Regions from separate parts of the Zeugodacus cucurbitae genome. Here region 2 is linked to region 1. The links are chromatin contacts, called in public Hi-C maps. All regions are on one chromosome and are shown on one strand. Each heading gives the region's core, a stretch centred on a gene start, on an enhancer-like site or on the middle of the called end of the contact. The rest is flanking DNA. Distances are from core to core; before and after follow the strand shown.

What was found. A called contact is a pair of places that touch in the nucleus more often than the background predicts.
Region 2: a Hi-C map of whole body shows a contact between it and region 1, with 4 times the contacts expected there. The contact joins the promoter of Gas2l1_1 here to the promoter of LOC105211790 in region 1. A contact is called at or near these places in 2 of 2 Hi-C or Micro-C datasets (both in whole body).

The regions. Positions count from the first base shown.
Region 1 is chr5:67,348,801-67,352,583 of idZeuCucr1.2, forward strand. It overlaps LOC105211790, which reads right to left and starts at 2,335. Exons shown (of 6, transcript XM_011183415.3): 1 at 2,201-2,335; 2 at 1,859-1,950; 3 at 1,124-1,780; 4 at 1-1,048. The coding sequence starts at 2,220.
Region 2 is chr5:67,478,018-67,481,777 of idZeuCucr1.2, forward strand. It overlaps Gas2l1_1 (GAS2-like protein pickled eggs), which reads right to left and starts at 2,330. Exons shown (of 10, transcript XM_011183414.3): 1 at 1,827-2,330. It overlaps LOC105211792 (calcyclin-binding protein), which reads left to right and starts at 2,923. Exons shown (of 3, transcript XM_011183417.3): 1 at 2,923-3,100; 2 at 3,155-3,324; 3 at 3,448-3,760. The coding sequence starts at 3,086.

The DNA.
Region 1 (3,783 bases), core at 1,085-3,584:
AGTGGTGAACGCTCATGCCTACGCTTCTCGATATGCTCTCTATTTTTATTGATGAATTCCTCCTGTTGGCGCAGCAGCTCGTCGTCACTTTGCAAGTGTGAGACATGACTGCTAATTGTTGACATAAATTGTGTTTCTTTTATAAACTTATTTGTGGCCGCTTGTACGCCACCCTTGAAATTTGGATTAATAAGCACTTTACTCGGGCGTAATGCTGTTGATGCTATGGGACCACAATTGTTATTTGCCGATACTTGAGACGCCTGCACACTGCTACTTGGATGCACACCACTTTGTGGCAACTGTAATGGAGCTGGGGGAGGCTGCAGTGGTTGTTGCTGTTGGGGAGGTCTAATGTTCGGGTTATTCATAAAGTTTGGCCCTAAGCCTGGTGGCGGTAAATTTGATAATGGTGGACGTGGCAAACGCATGTTCGGGCGCATGCCCATAGGTCCAGGTGTTGGTCCTATTCCTGGATTGTTGCCACCTTGCATTGGTCCGCCAGCGAGTTCCGGTCGGTACATGGCACGAGATGGATGTGCCATATGACCGAAGTTCTGACTGAAGGGTACCCCATTGCCATTATAATCTTGTGGATACATATTTGATGGATTAGGATGCCTAAAATTCATAGGCCCACCTGGACGAAATCCGGGGAATGGATGTCGTGGACGATGGGAAAGTGAGGGGTTCATGGGATCGTGTTGGTGGAGAGGAATTTGTGCATTAGGGTTTGTTGGTTGTGGTCCCATTGCTCCGGGATTTGTAGATGGCGGACCGTGTGCTGTGTTGTGTGGTGCGTAAGGTAGGGGCGGTTGTTGTAGTGGGAATTGACCTGGAATGAGGGCGGAAGGTGTGTGGGTTAGCGTTGTTGTAATGATACTTGTTCTCGCCGCGGGTAGCCCGTGCGTTGTCAATAGAAAATTACCGTGTGATGGCGGATAGCGGAGGAGTGGTCTCTGACCGTGGTAAGAGCCGCGTAGTGAATGGGGTCGCAGCAGTGGATTTCCTCCACGTTTATTATGTACGAATCGGGAGTGATGTTTTTCTAAAAATATAGTGAAGATATAATTAAAATTTTTTTAATCATTAATTACATATATTTTGTTGAATTTTTGTTTACCTGCTGATTCATTGATTCCTGTATCAAAATCACGTTCATTTGTTGTTTTTATATTTGTACGTGTTTCACGTTCTTCTTCCATATCCTCTCTGGGATCGGAAAAATCACTGGCACTTAGCGGGGCCAAACCCAAGCTCTCTTGCGAGCTTTGTATGAAGGAGGAATCAGTCATATTACCGGTGCTGCAGCTAATGACCGAAGAATGATCTACTTCAACTTCCTTACTGCTACTTGAAGTCACTTCATCGATATTGGTTGTGTTTGCCGATGAAGTCTGTGTCTGTGTTGACACTGGGGCTACCGCTTGTGTTGATTCTCTTTGAGGTTGAGATTTTGTGGGCTCTTTAAATTCTGCATTTGCTGGTGCTGAATTTTCACTAGTGGACACATCATCGGTTGTATCACCATGTTTCAAACTATTCGCAACCGAATGCGTTGCCGCAGTTGAAGTCACTTCCGTTGCATCGGCGGTGACTTGCTTCTCTGTGTCCTTGTTCGATTTTGCAGAATTTATACCTCCAACTGCGGCAATTGATTGAGCAGCACCAGCGTTGTTAGCCCCATTTTCACCTTTTTCTTGTATACGTTCTTTAACCCATTGCTCAGCCTCTGCCTTTATTTGTTGTTTAACTTCTTTTGTTACATCTTTTTCTAATTCTTCACAATGAAGAAATTAAAAATTCAATATTTTCATCAACGTGAATACATAAAAATATCTTGTAAAAAGTGACTTACCATCATCTGATAATAGTAGTTCATCCTCATCAGCCCCGTAAAGTGCTTGATCATCAATATCATCGCCCAATTCGTAATTCAATAAATCGTCGCTGGAAAAATTACAAAATAAATTTTTTTCATGAAAATTTCAACAGCTGCCATTTCAATGTGGCGAAAATCAACCCCCAACAATGAATAAATTTCAAATGATATTTTCGCATATTTACTGCAACTATCACAATATATTTCATTTTAATCACACACTATATTGTTTATATTATTGATTTTGCATTAAATATTTGTTAAATATTTCGATTTGTAGTAAATATTTACAAAATAATTCACTGAAAATTCACTTACTTCAGATTCAAGTCAGACATTTTGATAATTGAACACACAACCACGCATACACACACTTGTCCTTACTTTCTGAACACTGACAACTGGTATAGTGTTGCAACTTCTGACTTTTCGTTGACGTTTCGTAAGCAAACGTAATGTGTAAAAGAGACAACACTTTATTTAAAATTGTTGTTGTTTACTTTGCTTTACCGTGTGTAGGGTTCACAGGTTTACGTTATAGCATATGAGTGCATTATATTTATCGATTAGCTATCGATAAATCCATGCAAATGATTTTAAGAAATTGTTTAATATTATATTTAATTACCATTATTGGAATGTTTTGTAGTCAATAAAGAAATAATCAATTACGTAATTTTGTAAATGTTAAAAATGGGAAGAGAATATAATATAAACTCCAGAAAATCGTATATCTTTTGAGGTCCTCCTCCTGATAAGAAAGGTAGCTACGCACAGGTCTACCGTTGACAGACCAAAGTTTTTCATTGCAGTTTAGATTAGACTCTTATGGAAAAATATTCCAAAATATTTTAGGAAAACAGTGCCTTAATAAATTTTTTTTTTTTGAAAGTTTTTATACACCATCGGTCATACCCCATTTTAGGGGTACTCCTCACATATATGCAAAAGTATTAAACAAATAATAAAACACTTTTGTTTTGTTGTTTTTTAATTTTATATTTTTTATTTATTTATGTTTATTTTTACTGTTATAATGTATCAACCAGTGTAATTTACTTAAACTTATATACAATTAAAACTTCAATTTCAACGAATTGAAACAATTGCAAACGCCTACATGCATACATACAGACATACACACAGGCATGTGCGGTATGCAGCATGTAGAATTAATAAATTTTAGATGCATTTAAAATACATTAGTTCATATGATTTTGATATAGTACACATATATTGAAATTAATAACGGAGTTTTTGTTTGTTTAATGCTACACTTATTATGTAATGCGAAACAAAGTTAAATAACATGAAAATATTTGTAAAATTAAAGAAAAATTCAATAATTAGCATTTGTTTGCTTGCATACAAATCAAAATGTTCTTATACATATATTTATTGAATTTTTAATTCCATTTCTCTTTAAATTTACTTTGCATTAACAATTAAATATATAGTTTATTACATAAGCAAACAAACATAGTTGCTGTTATACTTATAAAACTATTTATTTGTGATTTGTGAAAAAACGTGGAAGTTTTTTAAATAAAAAAATCAATACAAATTATATACATACATTCCTTTCTTTTAGCTATAATATTACAGTGTTGTCCATATTTTTGGGTATGTTTGTAGTGAAAATTGCATAGGTCATACAACGCTTGGTAATGGTGTTTGTGAAAGAACGCCACAATGCTTTATAATTATAAATAATTAATTTATATATGATTTTAGTGGACACAATATGCAGTTTATATGTTTGGGATTACACAAGAGATTTTTTAATTTCTTAATTTTTTTCACTAAAAATACATACATATTAAGGGTATAGTATAGATACATAGTTAGATTGTAGATAACTGATCAATCTAGAATTTATAATTTATTTTATTTAGGTTTTT
Region 2 (3,760 bases), core at 1,080-3,579, 130 kb after region 1:
TTAAAGTGTGTATGGTTTGCGGTGCGCTTTTTAGTAGGTGTTCGTTCTCCGCTTCCATATTAACCTTTGCGCAACAGGAAATTGGAAAGGTGCACGCTTGATGTGCGTATTAGGGAGAGTATATTTTTGGCAGATTCTCATTTTCATCAACACATACATATTTTTTTACCAAAATACATTGGTCGCGTTTGACAGAAATTTTTAAAAATTTTGAATGATATTCACATTCAAATCTGAATAAGCGCAGTAAGTCTGAAATATATTCGCATTAGCTGTCAGATTTGCAATGGGGATGCGAATTTATCATTATATCAAATTACAATAACGTCCACTACAGAACCTTAGAAGCCGAAAATTAAACATAAAATTCATAACAGCAAGATCTCCAATTATAATTTCGAAAACAACTTCGTAAAAATATACCGTTAAATGAAAGGAAGTGGATGTCAGTATAATATAAAAAGAAGTTTAAAATTTGCAAAATCAATATGGCTTATTGTCGGTACGTGAAATAATAATTTTGAATTTTACGCAATGAACAGTTATTTTTCTTAATAAATGATAAATAAGACCAAAAGCTGTGCACTCTTCTTCCAATTTTATCATGTCTATATAAAGTTAGGTTAAGTCGATTTAAGCTAATTTTTAATAAATTAAATGTTTTAACAAATACGAGGTATGTTCAAAAAATAACGGGGATTTTCGAATTTACGATTTTTGAAAAAATATTTTTTCATTCGTCTACATTAATGTTGTCACCTTCAATTCGTCTCAATTCGATATTATGCACTTATGTCAGCGGTTCTTCCAATTTCCGAAACATTTCTAAAAACTCGATTTTTGGGATAGCCTTTAGCTCTTTCAGCATTATCTCGTATGCTTGTAAAACGACGACTGTTTATGGCTGTATTTATTTTTGGAAATAGGAAAAAGTTACACGGCGTCAATTGGAATTTTTAAAATTCCCGTTATTTTTTTAACACATCTCGTATATTCACGACTCAATATTGTGTTTTATCTGGAACTATAACTTATAATCGCAAGTTTCCGATTATTTTGGAATAGTGATAATGGAAAAGCCTACATTTTTACGAGAATTGAAAAAGACAGTGTCAGCTTAAATCGACATAAGCATTTTCAATATTGCTATCACAACTGAAGTAAATGAAAGCATAAAACTAAAGAATTATTTGATTTAAAAGCTTTAGGGTGCAAGCAAAAGTGAATACACTATTTTTACTAAGAAACTATTTTACGAACTAAAACAGTAAAAACACAATACAAAAGTGTGTATATTGTCGCATTGTCAGGCGAAAGAATTTTACAACATCTAGCGTCGTAATCGTGCCATTTTTATATTTATTGTATAATTTTCGCTTAATAAGTCACACAGTTCCTAAAAATTATAGTGTTTTATATGCGCTCAGCAAGAAATACAAATACATACAAAAAAAAACAACAAAACGACGATAAACAGCGACAATGACACACTGACAGAAAACATGATTAATTTTTGAACGCCGCACAACTGTTCTAATCGCTGTTATTTGTTGTTATTGTTTTTTCATTGCTTGTGCACTCATTCCTTTTTCCCAATAAGCAACACAAGAATAACAACAAAAAACTACACTGTTGGTGATAAGAAATGTTAGCAAATTAAGCGAGCGAACGAACGAGTTATGGCAGACTCGTGCTTACAAACAGATTCATACAAATAAACATACAGATGGCACCCACTCACAGCATTGTATGTATGCATGTATGTGCGAGCAAATGTGTTAATTAATAAGCACATCATCATTATTTGTATTTTTGTTTTGACAAACCTTTTCGCTTCCTCCGTTTCCTTTAACACTTTCAGGCGCTGTCTGCCAGCCTGCCTATGTGTGTGTGTGTTGTTGTTGTGCAGAAAATTACTTTCCGTTTCCGCAAATCTTTGAGTTGACAAAAAATTTATATTTTGCAAATCTTTGCAAGAAATATTCAATATTTAATATTTCACTTAATTCGTACACAATTACGTACACACACTGAATTTGTTGTTACTAATTTTAAGAATTTGAAATTGTGCTGCCTTTTATTGGCACACAGCGTGATCACTAGTAAATCCACTTGAGAAATCACAACGAAATCAATTTGCAAGGCAGTTTTATAAAACTCCTTAAAACCGTCTTGAAATCAAACTTTAATTTAAACACCAGTTAAATTTGACGAAACGACCAGGCAGGCGCAAAACTTAAATGCAAAACACCGCAAACGGAGACGAAGACGGAAACCTCGCGACGCACTATCACGTTTAACAATCGCGACGACGAGTGCATTTGTTATATTCAAACGCAAATTCAAAGATCAACATGAGGCCGCGTCGCTGCTGCGGCAAGTCTAGGCAGCGGCAATGTTGTCAACACGCACAAAAATCCCCAATGCGAATATTTGAGGGAATTGTTGGGGAGTGCAATAGGCAGTGCGGGTATTTGCTTAAATTAAATGTGTTTATAAGAATATTTTTTAAGATGATGATATTCAAAAACAACAACAATTTATTTAAGTTATTGTGCACCAAAATATGCTGGGAATATATTTATATAAATTAGACTAACATATTGAATTGTTTACTAGTGGCAGCATTGAGTTTTCAGGCAACAGCTGATCGCATGTATTTTTAGCATTGCCTGTCAAATGTTTGTTTTCGTTAATATTTGTGTTAGCTTTAACATAGTATTATTATCATGCAATTAAATTCGTTAGCTTTTATACGAAATTCTTGTGCTTTTTTAAATTTTAATGCAAAGAATATAACTTCCTCCTAGAAGTATGACACCAATTTTCTTATAACCATACAGAATTTATCGATATGTACAGACCAGACTTCATAAACGCATTCCAATCAGTGTGGCAACTTGCAGCTTACAGTTTTAATACCACTGAGTGTGGGCAATAACTTTTGGTACCCTGTTTCAAGTTCACACATTTATTCGGCATTAACAAAAAGAGTGGTTAAAAGCGAGGCGAGTGTCTTCAAAGGATTCTAATTTGAAAATTAATATTCCAACTAATATAAAATAACCATAAAACAAACTACAAAATGTCTTTCGAAGAGGTGAGTTATTTAAATTAAAACGAAAGCACTAAATACAAGGCTATCATTCCACAGTTACTACAAGACGCAGGCGAGTTAAGCAGATTTCTTGGCGAGGCTACACGTCCAAGAGTGCGAAATGTGTTATTACAAGCCAAAGCCGAGGTTGAGAAGGAAATTGTCAATTTAGAGATGAAAGAGCGCATTGCAGCCGAAAGAAAAGCAGCCGCTGCAACACCAAGAAGGTAATCAATTTTGTTATAAGCTTCTAGAAACATCTACACGCGCGATACCAGGTGTTCTGCTAGAACACTGCGCAGTGAAAGTGTACACATATGTTATTTATCACCTATTACATGCACCCACAGGTATTTAGTGGAATTGAATGAGTATGCATGGGATCAAAGTGACAAGTTTGTCAAGTTGTTCGTCACATTGGAAGGTGTCCAAAACATTGACGAATCGAATGTTGTCGCCACTTTCAATGAAAATTCAATGGTATTGCACGTTAGCGATTTGAATGGCAAAGATTACGGTTTGACGATCAACAACTTACTCGACAGCATCAATGTGGAGAAGAGTTATCGTAAAGTGAAACAAGGCATGGTCGCGATTTATTTGAAGAAATTGAATGAAGGCAAACACTGGGATCACCTAACCACCATACAAAAGCGACTGAAG